Regions from separate parts of the Mus musculus genome. Here regions 1 and 2 are each linked to region 3. The links are chromatin contacts, called in public promoter capture Hi-C maps. All regions are on one chromosome and are shown on one strand. The core of a region is the stretch at or near the end of the contact, and the rest is flanking DNA. Distances in the headings are between cores, read along the strand shown. Region 1 holds the start of Gpx3 (glutathione peroxidase 3). Region 2 has its middle 17 kb from the start of Gpx3. Region 3 holds the start of Slc36a1 (solute carrier family 36 (proton/amino acid symporter), member 1).

What was found. Promoter capture Hi-C pulls out the DNA fragments that hold promoters and counts their contacts.
Region 1: a contact with region 3 is called in a promoter capture Hi-C map of embryonic stem cells. The contact joins the promoter of Gpx3 here to the promoter of Slc36a1 in region 3. A contact is called at or near these places in 4 of 39 promoter capture datasets (embryonic stem cells and pre-B cells), 1 of 115 datasets of contacts at active chromatin or transcription factors (kidney) and 1 of 9 other capture datasets (liver).
Region 2: a promoter capture Hi-C map of the HPC-7 cell line shows a contact between it and region 3, with 2.8 times the contacts expected there. The contact joins the enhancer-like site here to the promoter of Slc36a1 in region 3. A contact is called at or near these places in 7 of 39 promoter capture datasets (the HPC-7 cell line, cranial neural crest, embryonic stem cells and 4 more), 1 of 115 datasets of contacts at active chromatin or transcription factors (kidney) and 1 of 9 other capture datasets (liver).

What each region holds. Positions count from the first base shown.
Region 1 is chr11:54,901,261-54,904,847 of GRCm38.p6, forward strand. It overlaps Gpx3 (glutathione peroxidase 3), which reads left to right and starts at 1,594. Exons shown (of 5, transcript NM_008161.4): 1 at 1,594-1,792. The coding sequence starts at 1,706.
Region 2 is chr11:54,883,659-54,887,396 of GRCm38.p6, forward strand. No RefSeq gene overlaps it. Among named protein-coding and RNA genes, the nearest start is that of Gpx3, 17 kb to the right of the region's middle. RefSeq lists an enhancer at 1-499. Within about 2 kb of position 1,488, at least 114 of the 459 cell types and tissues checked have an H3K27ac peak or open chromatin away from gene starts, as enhancers often do. A contact at or near this core is called in the HPC-7 cell line, kidney, liver and 2 more, where this site is marked.
Region 3 is chr11:55,202,610-55,206,416 of GRCm38.p6, forward strand. Slc36a1 (solute carrier family 36 (proton/amino acid symporter), member 1) reads left to right here and starts at 1,731. Exons shown (of 11, transcript NM_153139.4): 1 at 1,731-1,879.

The DNA.
Region 1 (3,587 bases), core at 344-2,843, 300 kb before region 3:
GTGAGTGGGTCACTCCCAGAGGATACAGAAAAAAAGGGCAACAGAACAACATGGACCAGAGACTGTCTTCTGGTAGGTTATCTGCCACAAATTTACTGCAGGAATTTTCATAAAGGACTGCAAGGTTGCTAGGCCTCAGGAACTTAAGGTTTTAGAATAGTGATATCAATTAAAAACCTACTGTGTCAGCTAGTCACATGCCTCCATGGTATAAGGGCTTCCTGGTCTCCAGGTTCTTTCTACTTCAACACAATGAGTTTATCCATTTATTTATTATTGTTGTGCTGGAGGTTAGAAGTCAACTCTCAGAAACCAGTTCGTTCCTTCCTTGCACCCTTGGTTCTGGAGATTAAACTCAAGTCATCAGTTGCAAGCCCTTTTATTACACAGCCTTGTGAGGGCTTTTACCTGCTGAGCCATCTCACCAGCCCCACCATAGAGCCAGGCCTTATGAGTGCAGAAAATTTCAAATTCCACGGGTCACATTAACTCCCTGAATCATAGTAAAAGCATGGTACTTCGAGGCATCTCTGAGTCAGGAACTTTTCAGAAGGCCACCTAATCTAGGACTCACACAACCAAGACTGGGGTCAGGGGCCTTCGAATCCCTTCTGCAATGAGTCTGAAGGCAGAGGCTCAACACAGTGGTTCTGATGTGCAGCCCAAGACTGTCCTAACAGCTCTCCAGCCCACTGTGGTAGCAAGGCAGGATGCACCAAACCTCTATTGCAGACCGGATTAAGCCTGGAAGCTCTCAATCTAGAGATGCCTGGCCTGACCTTATATGAAAGCACAAACAAATCTGATGATTTAATGATTGATTCAACAAATATTTAAACACCTGTTGTGTACACTCAAGAGACTCCTGGACTAGGCCTACTGCTTAGAAGCAAATCACATAGTCAGAGCCTGGGAGACCTTAGAGCTCATTAACCAATCCCATCATTATAGTAGAGGAAACTGAGGCTCAGAGAAGGGAAATAATGAGTTTAAGACCACAGAGATAGACACATAATTTTTATGTGCTAATTTAAAAAAAAGGTGGTGGTGGTGTATTTTCTGGTTCCTACTCTCCTGAGCTGTCACCCACAACCTAACCGAGAAGGCTGAATTTAAAATCACGTTCACAGATCCCTCTAGCTTGCTGATGCTGGGGATTGAATAAACCTATGGCCTCATGCGAGCTGGTCAAGTGCTGTACCACTAAGCTACATTCCCAGTTGGCGCAGGGTCTCAGTCTGTAGCTAAGGCTGCAGATTGCACTGAACCTACGCAATCCTCCTGTTTCAGCTTTTTGGATTCTGCGATTACAGGCGTGAGTCTCTACACCTGGCTCACACAGTGCTTATTATTTGCACTAACGGGTTCTATGTTAAGTCCTCGGGGCCCTAGGTTTTCAGAGCTTGGGGAAAAAAGCTGTGTCCTGGGTGTTGTCTAGAACCTTGGCCGCGCCCATCTCCTGTTCTTCCCAGGCAGCCGGGCCCCCTTCTCTTCCTCCTAGGCTTGTGTCACCGTCGCCCCGGTCTGGGGAGAGGAGGAAAAAGGGGCGGGTATGTCTTGCCCTTTAAATCTTAACCGCGTTGCCATTGGCTAGGAAGCCCCCGCCTGGCTGCGGATTGGCCACAGTGGATGGCTTGAAATGTGGCTGAGCGCTTCGGACACCTCAGACGGACGGTGGCCACCCCAAGACGCGCCCCAGCCCGCCATGGCCCGGATCCTCCGGGCATCCTGCCTTCTGTCCCTGCTCCTGGCCGGGTTTGTTCCGCCGGGCCGGGGACAAGAGAAGTCTAAGGTGAGTGAACCTCCGGAGCTCAAGAAGAGTCCATGGCACCCAGGTGTCCACTGCGCGACTGGGAGAGCCACTGCTTCCCCAGAGGCACCGAGAGCCTCACTTGTAACCCTCGGTCTCTGCGCTCTTCCAACACAGACCCGCGTGCTTCAGAGGGCAGTACTAACCCAGGAGGGCAGTCTTTCCCGAGTTTATACATTTTCTTCCACTGTCATCTTGGGGTCGCTGGTGGCCACAATCCTGAAAAAAAATTGCCGGGGAAGAGGGTGGGCCGATGGTTTCTTCACTCATCCCAGGGCGCTGGAGGCAGAGATCTGTGACAGGAAGAATTTTTATTTGGGGGCGCATCCCTTTCTGGGCCTCAGTTTCTCCATCAGCAGGGCGTAGCTGGAGAGGATGGCTGGAAGGCTATGGAACCCTGCAGTTGCTTTCCCTATTCACAGTTCACTGGCCTGCCATGCATGGAGCAGACACTGTAGCTAGAGAAGCCAACCCAGGCCAGGAAGTCTTCTGGAGCTTCATCTCTCCTAGTCTAGCTGTGGTACCCTGAACTGGAATAGAAATGGCGAGCCTGAGGGCAGATGCCCCGGCATGCTTATCTTCTTGGTCAGGCCTGTGCTGGGTGGGCTCTGTAGGCCTCTCCTCTTCCCTAGGGTGAGAATGCAGAAAGCATGAACCCAAAGAAAGAGACTGTGGTCCCCAACTTCACACACACCATGCACACCATGCACCCCTGCACACTTGCATGCGTGGGCACAAAACTGGGTAGGCTCTAGCTTTGAGTTTCTAAAATCCTCAGGGTCTTCCTTCTAAGATCTTGTATGTCCGAGAGAGAGAGAGAGAGAGAGAGAGAGAGAGAGAGATTGATTAGGGGGTGTGGTGTGGAGATGGGGTGGGGGTGGACGGGGGCACTAGCCCTGTGCCTTTAGTGTGGGAACTGCTTGGGTTGGGGGTTGAATCCTGTCCTGAGGAGGCTGCAGGAAAGCACACTGGCCTTGTGCTGTCCATAGAATGAAGGAGAGATGGGTGAGTTCAGAGGGAAGAGAGAGAGCAGTCTAGAAAAGTCTTAGGGTGTGGTGTTATCTTATCTCATAACTAGCTGAAGCTTCTGGCTCCTCACAGCCCAGGCATGCCCATCTGAGCTCCCAGGTCCTTGGAGTTAACACATTACAGCTCTGGCTTCTGGGATTCAACTGCTTGCCTGGATCCAACTTCAGAACAAGGGAACAGGGAGGGGACGTGTGCAGACCCAGTGTGATAAAGCCACTGAAAGATGTCCTCTACACTCAAAGGGAGGGGCAAGGACAGGGAAAGCCTCTGTCTGGTCCAGGTTACAGCTGCAGAAGGCTTTGCATAGCTGTGGACTACCAGCTGCTGACGTGGCATCCTAGTAACCACTGGTTTCTAGGTGACTGACTGCACAAGGCAGAGAGCATCATGGGAGCACAGGCTGACGTCAAGGCTGAAAGGCCTTAAGTGGACCTGAATCCCACTCCATCTTACAGTTGACAGGCTGGAATCCTGAGAAGGGGGAGGGATGGTCACACACTGCCAGAGGCCCAGCTGGGTCCAGCTGCCATCTCCAACCTCTCAGACCTGTCATGCTCCCAACATCTCACCAATGGGTGTAGGAAGATGGAATAGGGAAGACATGGACCAGTAGTAGCCCTAGGCATCCAGGAAGCTTAGCTCAGTGTATTCCCCCCCAGCCCCACCCCTTTTGTTCCTCGTTCCCTTTCAGTACTCTTCTCTGGCCTCCCTGGTGGAGGAATAGGGCTATGGGATTCTATGAACCCAG
Region 2 (3,738 bases), core at 238-2,737, 320 kb before region 3:
GTTGGTAGGTTCCTTGGGAGCACTTTTACGCGGTTTCTCAAAGGATATCCAGCATGGATCTGCCAAATCTCAACTGTTCAGCAGAGGTACCGGGTTTCATGTCAATCCCGGCATCTCAGGGAATCCTCCAGGCACAGGAGCACAAGCGTGTAACGGAGAAGCTTGGTGTGGTGGCCTTGAGGTCACACAAAGCCATAAGGTAAGGACAAAAAGGACACACTACGTGGCAACGCACTCATCTCCTAAGTGATTCTGTCCTGAGTGATTGGCTATGGGGAGAAGTAAGTGATCGGCTGAACCAGACAGGACTCAGGTCCTGTGCTCTGTGTGTGTGTGTGTGTGTGTGTGGTGTTATACATTTGCGCCGAGCTGTGTGAAAGTCAGAAGACAACCTCAAGTGCTACTTTCCAAGTGTAGTTCACCTTCTTTTTCTTTTAAACAATTTTATATATATGTATTTTTTTTTTTTGGAGGGGAGTGCCCTGATCCATGTACACGAGACCATAATGCAGGTCAGAAGACTATGTCCACAAGTCAGTTCTCTCCTTTCGACATACAGGTTGGGAATCAAGCTCTCCTCAGATCTGTGGCAACGAGTGCCTTTACCCACTGAGCTGTCTTGCCAGCCCTCCCTTGTTTTGAAGCAAGGCCTAGATGAACTCTTCAAGATGGCTGGGCTGATGGTCAGTGAGCCCCAGGGATCTGCCTGTCTCTGCCTCTTCAGTGTTGGGACTGCAGATGTGGGCCACACACCCGTCTTTTTTTTTTTTTTTTTTTTTCATTTTGTGTGCATGCAAGTGCCTGGTGCCTACCAAACACAGAAGAGGGCATTGAGGATCCCCTGGAGCTGGAGTTAGAGACAGTTTGAGTTGCCCTGTGTGTACTGGGAACTGAACCTAGATTCTCTGCAAAAACAGGAACAGGAAGTGTTCTTAACTGCTGAGACATCTCTACAACCCCCACCCCCAGCTTTTAGAGAGAGAGAGAGAGTGAGAGAGAGAGAACGAGAGCACTCTAGGGATTGAACTCTGGTCTTCAAGCTTGCAAGACAAGCACTTTTCAGGCGCTAGCTCTTCCTGCCTCCCTCCAAGTGCTTTTGAAATCTCTCTTCTCATTTGATGTCACTATAGTGCTCTAATCATGGGGCTATTTGACCAAATAAAGAGGTAAGTCAACGTAATAGCCTTCAAGGGGCCACCTCTGACTCTTGAGGGCCTCCAGGGTTTGGGAAGCCCTAAGCAAGGCTGCAAGAGGAGCGGACGGAGGGCACTCTCCCCAAAGCCCTTTCAAGCCAGGTCTTTGAGCACCATAGGCTCCCAGCAGCCAGCCCTCCCAGTTTGTAAATTCTTGACCAGGAACCTCCTGTTCTCTCAAATTGCTCAAGTGGTGGAGGGGCCAATTTCCTGCGGTTTAATAAACAGGCTGTTTATAGCCAGGAGCAGTCACGGGGCAGCAACCAGCAGGGACAGGCCAGGAGGTCATGCTGCTCCTGGAGTCAGGCTCTTCATAAACACCCGCCCCTTCTCCAGTGAGCCTCCTGGGAGGGGACAGCTCTGAACACACGGCCCTTGCTGGGCAGAGCACCAAGAACCACACGTTTTCCTTCTTTTTACAATGTCTGCCTCTCTCCCTCTCCACTCTCCTGCCCATCCCCCTCCCTGCACCCCCTATCTTCTCTAGTGGACAAGGATGCCTTTCCAGAGGACCTGCACCTGGTACCTCTGAGTGGGCAATTGATCTTTCTGAGCTTCAGTTTTCTTGGTTCTCCTATTATCCTTCACCCTAACCTTCCCTCTAAGGAGAAATCCTTTCCCTTCCCTGCCTGTCTTCTCCAAACTTGTCCCCATTGCCACTGCTGGCCATGTTAAGCTGATTGCCCTTTTACTGCCTTGGGGGATGGACCAAAAAGCCAGGCTTCAAGCTCAAGACAACTGATTCTGATGGGGTCAGGCTGGCCTTGGCACGTTCCCACAAGGCCATGCCCTAGGGCTCTCTGCTTTTTAATAAACTGATCCTATCATCTGGAGGGTAGGTTGGGGTGGAGGAACAGTGTAGAACAGGAGGGCATAGATACTTTGCTTGTTGGCTTCTTCTGGACTTCTGTCTGGCTCTTCCATTGCCTTAACGGTAAGAAACTACCATGTGAATGGCAGGCAAGTCCCCTCCGTTGTCTGGACTACAAATGCAGGGCACAAAGTGAGCTCTCCAAGATGGAAGCCTGTTCTTCTTCTGTTATGATATAGTAGCTGAGGACTCCATCTTAGAGGGCTGAGGCCAGCCCTGTGAGCAACCTGAGGCTGATAAGACAATACAAAACACCGGCCTAGGATGTTGTCCCATGCCAGCAGAACTGAAGGTCCCCAGGAGCAGATGTAGCCTTTAAAAAGTTGCAGTCTTAAATCCATCCAAGGAGATTGTGGTTAGTTGCAGCTTTAATAAAATTTGGCTAATTAAAACTTGATAAGAGTTCAGGTGGTCTCTCCCGGTGGTCTCAAAGTCTGCAACAATGAAGAAGCACTCTAACCAAAAGCAAATTAAAGAAAGAAATGGTTTGTTTGTCTGATACTTCAGTTGATGATCCAACAATGAGTGATGTCAGGGTAAGAACTCAAGCAGGAACTTGAAGCAGAAATCAAGGAGGAAGGCTGCTTGATGCTTCACCCTGAGGGTCTAACTAACTTTCTTATACAACCCAGGCCCTCCTGCCTAAGGGTGGTGCTGCCCACAGTGAGCTGGGCTCTCCTGCATCAAAGATTAAGACAATCCTCCACAGGTATGGCCACAGGCCAATTTGATCTAGAAAATTCTTCAACTGAGGCTCCTTCTCAGATCAGTTATCTCAGTCTGTGTCAACTTGATGGACAGTTAAAGCTAACTAGGACAGATCCCATCTCCATTACCGAGAAGCCAGGTTTACTGAACCTCTCTATGCCTGCTTCCTTCATTGTAAATCAGCACCCAGCACTTAGGAGGTACAGTCAGGCAGAGTTTTGTGAGTTCAAGACTAGCACGGGTTATATAATAAGCACCAGGCTAGGCAGGGCTACATTAGGGACACTGTCACAAACAAATAAATATCCCCAAATTCTCCCCTTCCCCCAAAAAATGAGGACTGGAGAGATGGCTTAGTAGTTAAGAGCACTGGCTACCTTTTTCAAAAGGCTTGGAACCTCTCTAGAATGTTTGGTAAAGCCTTGACTTATGACTTTCTTTGGTCTATAACTAATGAACTCTCATGAAACTACTACTAAGGAGGGACATGTTACTTAGGGCAACTTGAATCTTAGCCAGAGCCATTCATATTGGCATAAGAATAAATTCTATCTTATTCTTGTTGAGCTGATAATTGTTTTGTGTCCACATAAAAACCATCATGGGCACTTATTTAGAGGCAGGGTCTTAGGTAGCTTAGGATAATACCTCCAATTTGAAGTGTAGCTGAGTGTGACCTTGAACTGCTGATCCACCTGTTTCTGCTAGAATAACAGGCAATGTGCCACCGTACTTGGTTTATATCATGCTTGGGATCAAACACAGGCTTTGTGCATGTCAGGCAAGCATCCTACCAACTGAACTACATCCTCAGCCCCGTCACCGTCATCTTGACCAGTCATAACCATGTAAATTGGAGGGACTGTATCCCACGTCCAGAGCCAAATCCTTCCTTGTGTTAGTTCTCGCTCAACACTGTGACAAAATACCTGGGAAACAGCTGTCTTAGTCACTGTTCCACTGCTG
Region 3 (3,807 bases), core at 481-2,980:
CAGACCTGGGATGTGGGTGGGAAGGAGGTTACTCTGCCACACTGCAAGCCTTGCTGGGCTAATACTCAGTACACCAAGGCAGTCCTCTGTAGTAGGGCTCTCAGCAGGAGAATCCAAATCTCCCTAGGTCTTGCCGGATGCCACTCATGGATGGGGATCTTGACCCAGCAAGTGTAGAGTGGGACTCTAGAAGTTGTATCATTTCTTGTTCATGTGTGTATATGTATGTGTATGCATCTGTGTATGTGTGGTGTATGGTTTATATGCTTGTGTATGTATGTATGTATGTATGTATGTATGTATGTATGTAGTATATGTAATATGTGTATGTGTGTATGTGTGTGTCGTGTATGAAGTATGTGTATGTGTGAAGTTGTCTTTGCATCTCTGTGTGTGTGGTATATGGAGTATATGCATGTGTGGTATGTACTGTTTATATCTCTGTGTGTATGGAGTACATGTATGTATGTGTGAGGTGTATGGAACATATGCATATGTGTATGTATGTATGTATGTATGTATGTATGTGTGAGGTGTATGAAGTATATGTGTGTGTATGGAGTATATGTATGTGTGTGTGGTATATGGAGTGTGTATGTGTGTGTGGTGTATGAAGTATGTGTATGTGTGAAGTTGTCTTTGCATCTCTGTGTGTGTGGTATATGGAGTATATGTATGTATGTGTGGTATATGTTTGTATGAGTATATGTGTATATGTGTCTGTGATGTATGGAGTATATGTTGTTTGTGTGTGTGTATGTGTGTGTGTGGTGTATGGAACATATGTGCATGTACGTATGTGTGTGGTGTACGAAATATATGTGTGTACATGGAGTATATGTACGTGTGTGGTGTATGGAGTATATGTATGTATATGGTGTATGGAGTATATGTCTGTGTGTATGTGGTGTATGGAGTATATGTATGTGTGTGTTTGTGGTGTATGGAGTATATTTATGTGTGTGGTGTATGGAGTGTGTGTGTGTGTGTATGTGTATGTGTGTAGCATATGGAGTATGTGTGTGTGTGTGTGGAGTGGGGCATCGGGGAGTCAGATGGTGACATTGTCTGCTTGAGTTGTTCCCTCAACTTTTTTTCCCCACAGGTTCTCTCACTGAACCTGAGCCCACTGTTTTGGCTAGATCAGTTAGTCTGCTGAAGAGACCAAGGGATCCTTCTGCTCTGGCCCCAAGCTCTGGTGTTACTGGCACACATTGTCTTGCCTGGCTCTTTATATGTACTGGGAATCTTAACTCAGGTTCTTATTGTATCCAGTAAACCATTTTCCCAGTAGCCCCTTTTAAATTTTTTTGAAGCAAGGTATCTTTAAATCACCCAGGGTATCCTTGAACTCACTCTATAACCCAAACAGGCCTTGAACTATTTTTCTTCTCTGCTCTGGTATTGCAGTCTTGTACCATCAGGCTTAGCTGCACGATTTATTTTTTAAAAGGTGCAAACTTGTGATTATAAACCAGTAAATGCACGTTAATATATGCTGAACAAATAAATTTTAGCAAGGCTAAAAATTACGGATATTTTGCATGCCGACTTCCCTGGAGACTGCCTCAAAATCTAGGTCGTCTGCCTTAGCTCTGTGGTGGTCTCAGAAGCACTGCCCTTTCTGAAGCAGCGGCTGACGGCCGCCAGGTGGCGCTGCAGAACAAGGGTCCGGGAGGAGGAGCACGGAATGGAGCGGCACGTGACCTGGGCTAGGGAGCCAGCATCACGTGACAGGGCCCGGAAGCGGCTGTCCAGGAGGCTAGAAAACCATGGCTAGGGGTCGGCGCTGAGGCTACGCGAGGTGGGCTGAGCAGGAGCGGGAGCCAGAGCCGGAGCCGGAGCCGGAGCGGGAGCCCGGGCCGGGCAGGGCCGACCGGTGAGTAGTGCGTGCCCTGCGCTGCAGTCGGGAGTCACCTCCTGCTGTAGCACCTCCCGCCAAACGGATGCTGCTGCTCAGGGACAGGTCACCCGTGGGGTGGGGTCTCCCATGCACCTTTGACAGGTGTTCAGTCATAGTTCCCAGGTGACATCGGCAGTCACTGACGGCTAGCTCGGACCAACCCTTCGTTTGCAGATGTGGCTGTTCGAGCTATGCCCTTGCCTTGGGTCACAGGGTACCAGACCGCAACTCCTTTCCTCCGAGAGTAGGGGAAACTGAGGTCCAGGGCTGTGTGTGGGCTTCCGAGGTATCCCTGCAGCAGGGTGTCAGCTTCTGCAACTGTTTGTTTTCTGCCACGTTGCCATCTGCGGGGAAACTCGCCCTGTGAAAAGGCACTTGTCCCTTCCGCTGTGGGTCGCGCGTCCTTGTTTAGCTCCGCTGTGTCTGGGCTCTCCACGCCAGGCTTGAGTTCTGGGTGTGGTTCTGTTCACTGATGGCTTTTTCCTTTCCTTTCCTTTCCTTTCCTTTCCTTTCCTTTCCTTTCCTTTCCTTTCCTTTCCTTTCCTTTCCTTCTTTTTTCCTCTCTCTCTCTCTCTCTCTCTCTCTCTTTCCTCATCACTCAGCAGGCTTCGTTTCTAACCGTTCTGCAGTTTTGTGGAAGTCACTTAGAAATATGAAATAGGACCTGGGATAGACTGGAGGGACCAAGAGAGCTCTAGGGCATGAAAAGCACAGATGTTAACTTGAAGACCGCTTGCTTTTTGTTTTGTTTTCTGAAATTTGACAGATTCAGGTAGCGACTGCTTATATGGATGGAATTAGGGGGTGGGGGCTTGTTGAGTCAGGATAGCAACATAGTGTCCTGGAAGGAATTGACTTTGGGGAATCTGCAGAGCGTGTTTTAGCTTTTGCCTCTTGCTTGATGCCTTAGGTGACTTTGAATCCTCCCTCACCCGGGTTTACATTTTCAGTGTATGAATGATGGTAGGGTCCTTTTGTTATGAAACTCATATTTTTCCTGTTTGATTTTGTTAGGAGAGATTTACCCCCTCCTTGTAATCTGTAGGCAGTAGCCTACAACAAGAGTAGATCTTGTTCTAAAAGAATTTTACCTGTTTCTAATTGTCTTGAATCTGCCCCCCCCCCATTTATGGCTCAACTAGACATTCATAATTTTAGTTGTCTTTCTCATGACCAAGATCTCTTTTGCCTCTAGTTTGCATCCTAATTTATAGTAACTAACAGGTACATTAGTGCATAGGGTTTTTTTTTGGATGGAACCCAGGGGTTCCAAACACTCTGGAAGTAGACTGCATCTACGGCCGGGCTTCTTAAAAGCTGTTGTTGAGGTTACAAGTAAGAGGCTCGACTCTCAGCCCTTGGCTTTGACCTGAGGCTGGGCCTGCTCTGGTGGGGTCTGTGCTGCTGCAGCCTCTTTGTTTTTATGTCTCTGTTTTCTCCTTAAACCCGGTGGCTGTTTGTTCAGCCTCCTGCCTGTTTAGCTGTCTTTGTCTAGCCGGGAGTCTATAAAGGAGAGAGGGATTTATGTATTTGGTTATTCAGGAGACTACAGTTAAGATCAGTGCGGTAAGGGAAGTGGTTTTGAGCATAAAAACTTTCAAGGAATCAGTTCTCTTTTGCTTTGGACACAGCGTGGAACTCCTTGTCACCACAGGGAGTTGTCATTGGGCATTTAATTGATTACCTTGGGGAACGTTGTAGGTGAAATTGCTGTGCTGGATAGAGAGCTGACCTAAATACAGTCAGTTGTGTTTTCCTTCTTTATCTCTGTCTCCCCCTCTCCATCCCCCCCCCATTCTCTCCGTCTCTCCCTGCCCTCCTATCCCCCTCCATAAGTCAGAGCACTGTCACAGGCACTGTCTATCTACCTTTGCCCTTGAGCTTGCTGATTGATTTGGTTGGGC